2 separate regions of the Danio rerio genome follow, and region 1 is linked to region 2. Evidence: chromatin contacts called from public Micro-C data. All regions are on one chromosome and are shown on one strand. Each heading gives the region's core, a stretch centred on a gene start, on an enhancer-like site or on the middle of the called end of the contact. The rest is flanking DNA. Distances are from core to core; before and after follow the strand shown. Region 1 holds the start of efna1b (ephrin-A1b). Region 2 holds the start of efna4 (ephrin A4).

What was found. Hi-C and Micro-C count contacts between places; a contact is called where the count stands out from the background.
Region 1: a contact with region 2 is called in a Micro-C map of caudal fin, with 4 times the contacts expected there. The contact joins the promoter of efna1b here to the promoter of efna4 in region 2. A contact is called at or near these places in 1 of 18 Hi-C or Micro-C datasets (caudal fin) and 1 of 4 datasets of contacts at active chromatin or transcription factors (gastrula embryo).

Annotation. Positions count from the first base shown.
Region 1 is chr16:24,570,400-24,576,372 of GRCz12tu, forward strand. efna1b (ephrin-A1b) reads left to right here and starts at 3,099. Exons shown (of 5, transcript NM_200783.3): 1 at 3,099-3,374. The coding sequence starts at 3,277.
Region 2 is chr16:24,297,666-24,303,958 of GRCz12tu, forward strand. It overlaps efna4 (ephrin A4), which reads right to left and starts at 3,649. Exons shown (of 5, transcript XM_001342982.9): 1 at 3,058-3,649. The coding sequence starts at 3,176.

The sequences.
Region 1 (5,973 bases), core at 1,849-4,348, 270 kb after region 2:
TGTCAACAACTCATTGATTCAGATGATACAACCAGAAAGAGTCTAAACGACTCAGATCCAGTCAGAGCAAGACTTAATGAAAAATGAGTCAAAAATGGCCCAGCTTCTCTCAGCTTGAGTGTCCGTGACTAATGCCTTATTTCAACATTTATTATTGTAAATGAAAAACATATTTAGGTCACAACTGTCAGTTTTTTGTGAAGTCGAGCTGTTTAAACCTTCTATGAAGTGCCTGCATGTGGACGTGCATATTTGTGTGTTATCATCTAAATGGCAAGGTTTTATTTATAAACTGAACCGAATACTAAAATAACACCAATTTTGTGCTAAGGCATTCTGCCTGCTACTGTATTAGCAAAGTAGGCATGGGACGATAACCATTTTCAAGGTGTACCGTGGTTTGGAAAAGTCAAGGTTTTAAAACCACCAAAATTTTCAGTTATACCGTTCCAAAGATTTTTTTTTTATTTACGTTAACATTTATTAACACAGTTTATAAAATTATTACACATTTTGGCCTATGTTACGCCTTTTTGATAGGTTTAGAAGAGTTATTTACATAGATTTTATGTTTAAAAGAGTTTTAGTAATAAAAACCATGTTCTTGCTAAATAAATGTATAAAGCAAACACATAGAAACAAACAAACCAAACACATACTAATTGAGAAAAATGTTTTATCAACACAGCAAATAGTGCAGACCACAACGGAAATGTGTTTGACGTACCCTAAAAAATGCAGAAGCAGGCTGCTGCCTTTTAAGAATTAGTGGTATTGTTGGCTATTAGGGCTAAAATACCCAAATATCAAGTTACCATAAAAAACAGGACAATAAAATAAAAAAATAAAAAAGCACTCACTTTTCAAGTCTTCGACAACACTGCTGACTCTAAACAGGAAGCAGCCAGGTTTGTCACTTTTTAGGGTCCCCCGAACACCTTTCCCAGCACAATTCTGCACTTTAAAAATCATGGCTTCCACACAATCGATTTGTGTTGTGACAGCATGGAGGAATTCAGTTAACTTTTCAGTAATTGTTTTTGTAAATGCATGTTTTTTCTTAACTTGCAGAGCATTTGAGCTCTCTCAGTCACTGTATTTTACTTTTAATACCTATGTACATCAAATATTTGTTTTTTGACTCATGTAAAATCTAAATGAAGGAATTTATTCTTTGACTGCAGTGATATTTTCTTTGTACTTTTACTCAAGTACTTGATGTGTGTTTTTCATTCCCAGTTTGAGACAGAGTAGAGCAGACAGAAAAAAAAAACACATCTATAATTTCCCTGCTCACCTGCGAAGGTGACGCACTTCACTCAAAGTAGACGGAAAAGCACCCTCACTCTTACAGTACACAGACACACTCAGCTTTGACTAATCACTCCCAACTCAAGTCTTCAACAACATCAACATGCACCAGCCTGTCCTGCCCTGCCCGAAATTAGTCCTCAGGTAGACACACTCGCTCACCTTTCTACCCTCCAGTCAAAACAGTTGGACTTAAGTGATTGTAATTGCTCTGTGCTCGACCCTTGGATGACGGTCCGGGCCCGGGTTAAAGAGCGGCTGTGGAGATGGGATGAGGAGGAAAAGCCCTGATGAGACTAGAGCTGATGTCATAATGCTGTTATCAGTTGTAAAAGGGGATTTAAAGGATTACAGGTTTTGATTGATACCCAGGAAAAGCCTGCTCGTCATTCTACACAATGCCCAATTTCCAAATGTAATATTTCATAACTGAATGAAAAAGACTGCCCACGGTAAATTACTCAACGTGCTGTCAAAAGTGATTAATGCAGAACTGGTTTTAAGTCAGTAAGCAGCAGGATACTTATATGTTATATAAAATCTACAGGTTTTATTTGAACCAAATGACAAATATATAAATGTATAAATGAATGAATGAATGAATGAATGAATGAATGAATGAATGAATGAATGAAAGTTCAGGACTGTATTTGGGACAAGCTTTAAAAAAAATCTAAATAATTATTACTAAAATAATTTTTATTATTATTCAAATTAGTTAAATTGTAAAAACTGTTTTACATTTTAATAATACGTTTCAAATAATACAATTTTACATTTATTTTAATGTTTTATAAATGCTTTATGAATCTACTTAATACTTATTAAATGTAAGCTGTTAAATGTTTACTGATAAAAAAAAATGATTCATTGGATTTACTACATTTTTATGGTAAGTGGTTGCAAACGATTTACATGGGCTGAATTTAAACAAACAAATTAAATTTAGTAATGCTTAATTGCCGAACTTTATTTGATTGTTTGATTGTTTGCTACCAATTATATCACAAAAGCATTGTTTACTTGTACTTATAGAAGATCATATCAATCTTAATATAAAAACATAATAAATGACAATTAGAAAATAAGTTGAAGCTGTAAAATGATTACCTCTAAGCACCTAACAGTGATTTAAAATGTTAATAACAGTATAAAACAGATACGACTTTACAATACATACACATTTGTTAAACTTACTAAGAATATTCATGTTAGGTTATGGTGCAGTGATTTTGACAGATACAGTTCATTTGTAATTAAACATTAATAAATTATATAATTAACACAACCTAAGAATAATAAATGCACTCTTTTTTTCTTTTTTTTTTTGCTCGTTCAAACTAATTTAAAATAAGTTTAAACAACATAATTTTTGAGATTTCATTGGGACAACTTAAATTTTTTTAAGTTCAACCCACATGAATTTGTTAAAAGTGTTAGTTTAACTTAATCGATTTGTTTTGGGATAACTTGAAGGAATTGTGTGGAACCCTGCATTTTTTACAGTGTGCTTTAGAAATATGTTTCATTGATAGTTCATTCCGCTGTGGAGGTCCTGATTAATATAGGGACTAAGCTGAAAAAGAATAAATGAATGAATGAATTATTAATAAATATCAATAGAGAAGGTAACAGTATAAAAATAATGGCACTGATTTATTTGTCCTATCTGTTGACTTCAATCACTCCAGCCTGTGCGTGGAGGCGTGTCTTTTTACTGTTGCCGTCTGCTTTAGGGGCGTGGCTTTGTAGCTGATTGATAAAAAGGAATGAGCGCACATTTCTCCAGGCATTTAACCGCGTCTGTTTCTGAGAGACCCAAACAAAACCTGTTACTTGAGCAATTCGATTTAGTGTTTCTGAGATTCGTGCACTACAGTAGTGCATTTGCGTTTTCAACTTGCAAAAGAGTATTTTGCATTCGTGTGTATTCCTGTGAAGAGCTTTATTTCTATCCGGGACTCAATGGATTTTCTGTGGCTGCTGTGCGTCGCGGTGAGCGTCAGCGCCTGGTACGCGTCCGCCGAGCGACACAGTGTTTACTGGAACAGCACCAATGCAAAGTAAGACTTTACCACTATTTCACCTATAAAACATTTATGTTGTATTTAGTTCTTCGTTTTGCCTTTTATGTGATGTAACTGGTTAACGTTTTTATGCGAAATCTCAGCATGAGTAATACACTTAATGCAAGCTGTGTGCGTGTGTAAATCATATACAGTACGTAGTGTAACAGTTTATGAATGAAGTGTGTATGCACTGCAAAAATACTTTCACAGTGCGATATCTGTTGGTGTGTGAAATGTTTGCAGTTTTCCGTTATTTGCGTATAGTATCCTGCAGATAAGAGCATGTTTATATTGAGAATGCGTAATTTCATTAACGCATACATTTTCCAGTCATTAGACCAGGCTTGCAAGTTGTGTAAGTTCAAGTTGTTTACGTTTTTTGTTTAGCTATCACTTACTTCTTCGTTGCTTCACGTATCTCTCTGCCTCTAGTCTAACCTTTAGCATGCTAGTGAATGACATGATAATTACTGTATAGGAGACAGCAGCTGGCCAGAGAAGTACATGGAAAGAAACCAGACAGATGGACAGACAGATCAGCCTAAATATACACACACATGTTGGTTTTACTATATTTGTGAGGGCACTTATTGACATGCTGATATTTCTCATCCTTACTACAACCTGTTGATATAAAGGAAAACAATTAATAAGCCAGTTCTTAATATATTTCTTTATTTTTATCATAATGAATTTTGGTTGATGTTGTTTTATATTTTAAAATAGGAGCCTATTTGTCAATATAAGTGCAGGAATAAATAAACTGTCAGGATGTCAAAATCTTAGGTTAGTATTCACTTTTTTGTTTTCTTTTGGAAGTGTTTTCTTAGTTGTAGTGTGATGTGAAGTTGTGGATGTTACTGTTTACTGATGAGGGGTTGTGTAAACCTTAAAGCATTTGGATGAGTGCTTCATCAAATGATTGCGATTGTTGTCTCACTTTGTAGTGAGGAAGGACAGGTTATCAGGCATATTTGAGATCAATATGAATGGCAGCAATTGGAGCAATGTATTAGGAGAGTGGGATTTAGAAGACATTTACAAGAAATTTGTGGATGTCATTGGACATTCTTAAAAAATAAAAGACCTTTATTGGGAATAATAAACTGTGGTTCCACTAAGAACATTTAACAACAGTAGAAGTTTTAAATTCAACTAAAGTTTATTTAGTTGTTTTTTTATGTTCTTTACGCTAAGATAAAGTGCTTCTTTTAAGAATCTTACATTGAAAAGTTTTTTGGACAACCAAAAGTGATTATTCTTCTATCCCATCATTGACTAAAAGTTTTTTGGAAACTTTATTTTTAAGAACGTACAACAGAATCTTTGATAACATCTTTCCCCTTTTCATTTTCATTGTCTTGTTCCGCACGTACACAATTGTAAACTTGTAGTGATAAAAGTGAACTGGAGATAACCGAACTGAATCCGTGCTAAGAGCCATGACCCGATTGGAAGTTTTTTCGTGATGTCACAGGTGATTCACACCGTCTGTTGTGATTCAGTTGGCTTTCAGTGAGTAATCTATCAGTGTCAATGTTGCGCAACTTGAGAGTACCAGCCTTAACCAGACACGATCTCACAAGGGCCTGGCTTACTATTGGTAAGCAGACAGAAAGAGAAGCAGCAGCTGTGCATGAAGAAAACTGTTTTATAGTTTTAAGAAATCACATAATAGACACCAAACTTTTTTTAGGACCCGATGTAAATGAGTCAGAGGAGAAAGTGATGGAGCTTCATGGATTTGGGTAAAAAAAGATGAAGGATTGGTTATTTAAGTTAGAGATGAGGATTGAGGAAAAAGAGGTGGAGGGGATTATGGGCAGCAGTCTGGTGTTTGGTCCGGCCCCTAATACCGACGTGGTCCACATCCATGGAAAAGGTTGCATAACCACAACAAGGAAATTTGTAATAACAAACACTAAGCCCTCCACATTAAAAAATCTGTGCAAAGCTCTCTTTTAAAGCTCTGATTCTTCCACACACACAAAGACACTCACAGTGTCAAGTCTATTAGCATTGAAAACGCCCACACATCAAAACCAGAATTGTAAAAATAATCTCTTGTTGAGCTGGTCATAATCTGGCAGGTGTGGTGGGATCTATGTTATTGTGGTGTCTTTTTTCCAAGATAAACCTCTGTTATTAATCTTGTGTTTCTAAGAAACAGTTTCCATTAAAGGGATTTATAGGTTTCTTCTTTTGCTATTCTTTCCATCAAAGCCACTGATTGTTCAATCAGCCTGTTAAAACTCATGTTTCACTCTGTGAATCAGTTGGTATGTAACTGGATTAGTCAGGGTCGACTAATCAATGGCAGATAAGTGTTAAATATTAATTGGCGTGATCGTCTGATTCTGCCTGTGGTGAAGAAGCGTTTACATACAAACAAACACAAACACACACTGCTGTGTTTTTGTAAGTGAGTAGGTGTGAGTGAGCGGTAATGATTTAATCTTCCGCGCGTGGCCTTTGGCAAGTCGGCACTCTGGTTTGACGGGTCTGTGCGTGAGTCTGTGCCTGCGGGAGACTGGATTTTCAGGTCCAGATTGACATATGGACGATGTTTTCGAAGGTCTGTTTTTGTGCTCAT
Region 2 (6,293 bases), core at 2,399-4,898:
CTGGGAGCACACTTTTTAAATGGGATTTAAACTTTGTCGAGTTAAACCACATTTATTTAGATATTTTAAAATCACTACATAAATAATGGATCCTCGTAGTTGGATCTCAAGTGAGACCAGGTGAATTTTTTTTTTTCATTTAATTGTACGAGTTCATTGCTCTGATCACTTCTGCAAAAGTGAGAAAATAATCCAGCTTGAGTGGTCCCAAGAGATGTATTTGAAAGCAAGTTAATACCAGGTGGAAACAGTTATGCATTTCAGCTGACCACTAAAAAAAGAAAATAAAAATAACTGAAAACACATTAATTATGGTAAAAAAAAAAGTCTGGGATAAACTGCTAAACTGATATGGATTTCTGGAACCCAGAAATCTTAAACATATTGGTAAATCTTTACAATACAATATGGGATATGTATTTACTAACATATTATAACATATGGTGGAATAAGTTGGCGGTTCATTCTGCTGTGGCAACCCCTGATTAATGAAGGGACTAAGACGAAATGAAAATGAATGAATGAATGAATGAATGTATTGTTCATTGTTTGTTCATGTTAGTAATAAACAAATTATCTAACATTAATTACATTAAATTAATTCATTACTAAAAATATTTTCAATCGTATTCTTGAAAATTAACGAAAGACTTTTAGATTGACATGAGGGCGAGTAAATAATGACAACATCTATCTGCGTGTCACTACATGAGACATGTTGCTGAAGCAAGTCCATCTGGACAGCATCCCATCTCCAAGTGTTTCTGACAGGGGCGGAGCACAGCGGGCCCTCCAGGCTGTCCTAAAAACACACACAGCCAATCCAGACGCAGATAACACCTGGAGTGGCAGGTGAGCATGTCATCAGACTGACAAATGACACCAATTAAACCATTAGAGAGTAAGACAGGGGACAGATCTGTGGCACTACAGGAAGAGAGCCGATGTACACACATCATTAACATCGATTTATTTAATTAGTGCTACATTCAGCACTAATTGATCAAACCTAGAGAAATTGTTCACCAGACTGTAAGGAGCTGGAGGGCATTGGATTTTACAGCATATAGTAGATTCTCCCTTTCAACAGATACAAAAGCTCTGACCCTTGATCCCAATTAATGAAATTGGAACACAGATACACACGATAATTACTAACTGCTGCCGCTTCACACGGAAACTGTTTTTGTTTTGATCCTCTTTGTTTGTTTTCCTCAGTCCCATTCCGTAAACACCCATTTAATGGATATTCTCAGATTTGATCTAATTTGCATAGTCTGAAATAGCCATTGTTGATGTTATTGATATACTTTTATACCAGTTTAATAATATTTTGATTTTACTTGTGCTAAACCAGTTTCAGTTTCTTCTGTTGTACACAAAAGAAGACCAAATGTTTCCAACAGCCATTAACTTCAATTGTATATTTCAGTATACTTTGGAAATTATCCCTTTAGCAAAACCAGGTTTAGAAAGTGTGCGCTGCAAGTGCACTTGCATTTCATACACTTTCTCCCATTGAAAAAAACAGCATGCATGAAGTAAAAACATACATGTTACTGCATCCACCAATAGATATATAGCATCAGTTGAATTGCTGTTGCTTCGGTTTCCCCCATAGTCCAAATACATGCGGTACAGATGAATTGAATAAACTAAATTGGCCACAGTGTATGTGTGTGGATGAGTGTGTATGGATGTTTCCCAGTGCTGAGTTGCAGCTGGAAAGGTATCCACTTTGTAAAACATATGCTGGATAAGTTGTAGGTTCACTCCGCTGTGGTGACCCCTGATGAATATACGGGACTACGCCGAAGAAAAATTAATGAACAAATTAATGAATTAATCAATGAATTAATGATTATTAATGTTATTCATTCTCACAATTCAGAATCTGTATGACTGTGGTAATTTTTGGCATATACATTTCGATATACCAAGTAATCAAAACTACTAAACATACTGCTTTTTGCTCATTATATTAAAGACAATCTCAGTCCTGGAGGGCCGGTATCCCTGCAGGGTTTAGCTCCAACTTGCCTCAACACACCTGCCTGGATGTTTCAAATATACCTAGAAAGACCTTGATTAGCTTGTTCAGGTGTGTTTGATTAGGGTTGGAGCTAAAATCTGCAGGACACCGGCCCTCCAGGAACAAGTTTGGTGACCACTGACTTAGAGTTACTTTTATGTGTAATGCTGCAGCAATTATTGAGGTGATAGTTCAATAAGAAATTAAATGTACTCTATTTCCTCACCATCAAGTGCTGTCAAACATTTATTAAGTTTCTTTAATCTGTTGAACACAAAATAAGTGTTTGAAAAAGCTTAAAACCTGTAACCATTGACTCCCATAGTAGGAAGAACAGATAGTATAGAAGTCAATGGTTACAGGTTAACAGCTTTATATATATATATTATATATTCTTTTTGGTTCAACAGAAGAAAGTCAAACAGGTTTGGAACAAGTACACAGTGAGAAAAATGATATCCCTTTGACAGACACAATATAAAAGTTTGAAGGCTCACTGAAAGGCTAATTAAAGCCAACTAGCCACACTTGTAATTAGTTATAATTATTCAGATGCATAGTCATGTGATTTAAAAATGGCAGCACCTTGGAAAGGTGCCTACAATGCCTACAATGAAACCCCAGCTAGTTTTGATCACAAATTATTTTGTCTGAACATTATACTTATAAAAAAGGTTATTAATTGATTTCTTTGTGCATAGAACTGTAATCTTGAAAAATGACTGCCTGTGCCTTTAAGGATAAACAGATCAAAGTTTGCCTGGTGGAAACAGTGAGACATGGAAGGACACGTTACCACACTTAAACCCTTTAATAGGCGCAGGTGTGTTTTAGGTTGCAGGCATGAAGCAACACAAATCTGGGAGCGTTTTTGGGCTTAGTCACCTCACATTCACTGGGGCTGAGCTCCTGAAAAGCACCGCGCGCTGCGTTACGCACAGGGACCGCAACCGCAATCCTGCGTAATGAGGTTAATTGGAAACAGTCAACAGGATGAGTGCGAATTAAAATAACTGTGTTCCTACCGTGTATTTGTAGAGTTCCAGTATACAACGTGTCTCTTTGCAGTCGTTGACAAAACGTGTATAAACAGCGCCAGAAGTCTCATCATCGCGCAAACTCCAGAGCACCTTGGCGTGTTCATGACTGAAGTCGACCAAGCCCTTGTGGGCAGATGATGAAACGAGTTTTGAAAACTGTCGGAGACTCAGTTTGGAGTCAAAATCAGCAGCAAAACTTCATTCAGCTAGAGTAGAAACACTGATCCCGAGGCGTTAGGAACTCGGAAGGCGCTTACTAAGAAACAGATGCATTTTCTGCTTACTAAATGCAACTAAAGGATTGCATGTTTAGCAAGTTACAAAACATATATTGACGTGTGAGATAAGTTCATATAGAAACATTCTTGAGATTCTTTGGGACGCTTGGTATTTCCTTTTGAAGAGAAGTATTCCACTTTACGCTGAAATAGGAACTTCTTTATCTTCAAATGTAAATCCAGTGTTTGTCTGTAAGTTCCAAGTTTGACAACAACTCCAAACTTCTTGTGAAGGGATTAGTTGACCATTGTTTGTATCCGCAGGACGCGCTCAATCACGGCCGTTGATAGTTGACAGTGATTAGGAGTGACTGGAGAGCGTTTCTGGGCAGGGCGGAGGACACCAGGGCGTGCCATTCAAACTTTGAGCCAATCGGCGATCGAGGAGGCGGAGCCAACATTCCATAGTTTTTAAAGGTGTGCTGGGCAGTGCTCTGACAGCTCCACTTTCGCTGAATGTGCCTCAAAAGTTTCTTCCTCGTGAACTTTTTGCCACGGGCAGTCCTTTTTGTTTGATTTAATTTACACTGTTGTTGTGATAGAAAAAATATAGTTTTATAAAGGAGAAACATGGTCATAAAAACAACACGGTGAACTATGTTGTAACATGATTATAAATGAACCGTGCAGCATCCAGTTCTCCATTCTTGGCATATGAAGAGTAACATATAATTTTACATTCAATTATAAGAGAATATTTAGTATTATTCATCATGGGCGAATTAAATCATTTTAATTAATAATAATAATAAAGATGTTTATGATTCTACAAAATATTTAGATTTAATATAAATGCTATTTTTATTTTAACTTCCTATTTCTAAAACAAGCACTCTGAAAATGTTGAGTTGTTTCAAACCCAATTTGAATAAAATATGGAAAAACCCAATGGTTTAGATAAAGTTATTGTTCGGATGGTGTTTAATTTGTTAGTTAACTTTATTTGTCCCCGTAGGGAAATTTCATTTGCAGCATACACTCATAGATACATCTGACGATTCACATTTGGCATTTATATAAATAAATCATTTAAAAAAATATGGTACCTCTAAATAAATAATTCAGTCTACTTGCCATCAACTGCAACCGAGAGATGAGAAATTTAAAAGCTTAATTGCTTGAGGTATAAATGATCATTTTATCCTATTGTTTATGCATCTGGGAACTCAATATCCGTGTCCTGATGGTAATAATTAGAAGTTGTATGATAAAGGATGTCTCTCATCATTGACTATGATGATAACCTTATGTAAAACTATCAATGCTCTTTAGTTTTATTCCCAACTTACTGGCTGTTGTCACCACCTTCCCCAGTGATCTGGGTTTATCCATATTTTGCCCAAATAACTGAAATAACTGTATTTTGAAGGAAACACATAAAAAAATAACAACAACAAACTAAATAGTAAACAGGAGAACTTATTTTAACATTCATAATAATAACAGTTTCTTGTGCAGAAAATCAGCATTAAAATTATATCTAAATGGTCTTGTGACACTAAGACTGGATACATGATTAGCTTTCCCATGATAGAAAGTTTTTTAAATAAAATGTTTGACCAATAATAAATGTTTTCAACTTTAAACATTATATAATAACAAATGGTTCCATTTTTTGTGATTGAAAATCAGGGTTATTCCACCACTTTTTGATTTATTAGCTCCTCTGAAGTTAAAACATTGCTATTCTTTCATCTGAATACCACAATATCTGAAAAGATGGCACCTTTATGTTATTATTTTATGCATTTATATGAATTAAGACTCTTAATGACAATGTTTATTTGAGTTTTGGAAAAAGAATTGTAACCAGTTGCTTACAGAATAAAACTAACAACACGTTTTATTCAAACACATAAACTACACTATAAATCATAAAACCAGACAAACTGGGAATTTAAGCAGTCTCTTATTTATTTATTTTTTCCATTGCATCTACAAGTACTATTGTTATTAGCAGCTAAATTTAAATGCTTATTTTTGCTTCTCATGAGTAATATGTTGTTAAGCTATTGCCATGTCACCAAACAATGGGCTGCTTATTAACCAGTATAACTAGCTCAGTACCATTTAAGCAGAACCCACAGAATGAGGACATTTGTTTGGCAGAGAATTATTCACAGTTATTACACACCTTAATTCTCCTCCTCAGAAACTGGTTATTCACGAAAGGGGAAAAAAGGCTGTTTTCCTTCACCACTGGGAATGTCTTACACGTGTTTAGTGTTTACCAGCATTAGTCCAATTCAAGCTCTTATTTTTAGTCCTGCCCAATGTGTTGTTTCTGTTTTTCTGCATTTTTATTTAAAGTGATAGTGATAGTTTAAGGTAAAAATTCTGTCACCATTTACTCACTTTTTGAAAACCCTTATGAGTTTTGTTCTTCTGTTGAACAAAAAAGAAGATATTTTGATGAAGTTGGACATCTGTAATCACTAAATTTCATATTTGATTTTCCTACTATGGATGTTGATGGTTACATTTTTCAGCTTTCTTCAAATTATCTTCTTTTGTGTTCAACAGAAGAAAGAAACTCTTAAAGGTTTATAACTTGATGGTGAGTAAATAGTTTGAACATTTTTGGGTGGTGAACAATCCCTTTAATCCAATCTTAGGTCAAATATAGACAAACCCAATATAATAATTTAAGCCAACAGTTGGATTTGTAAATATTTGACCTAAAACTGTGTTAAAACAACCCAATTTTCAGAGTGTTTTTCCTTTGCTCAGAATCCCAGAATCATCTTGACATCTTTCCATACTTCAGAAGTGCCTGAGTTTGTATCTTTGAAGTTGTTTGGAGGTGCACGTCAGCTTCAGGAGACTTCTGCTCTAGTCTCTGCTTGTCTCTGTGGGAGTCGACATGTTTTGTTGTTTGTCTGTGTACGTGTGAAAGTGTTGATAGGTAAGGGAGAGGCAAAATTAATTCACCTTGCTGACGAT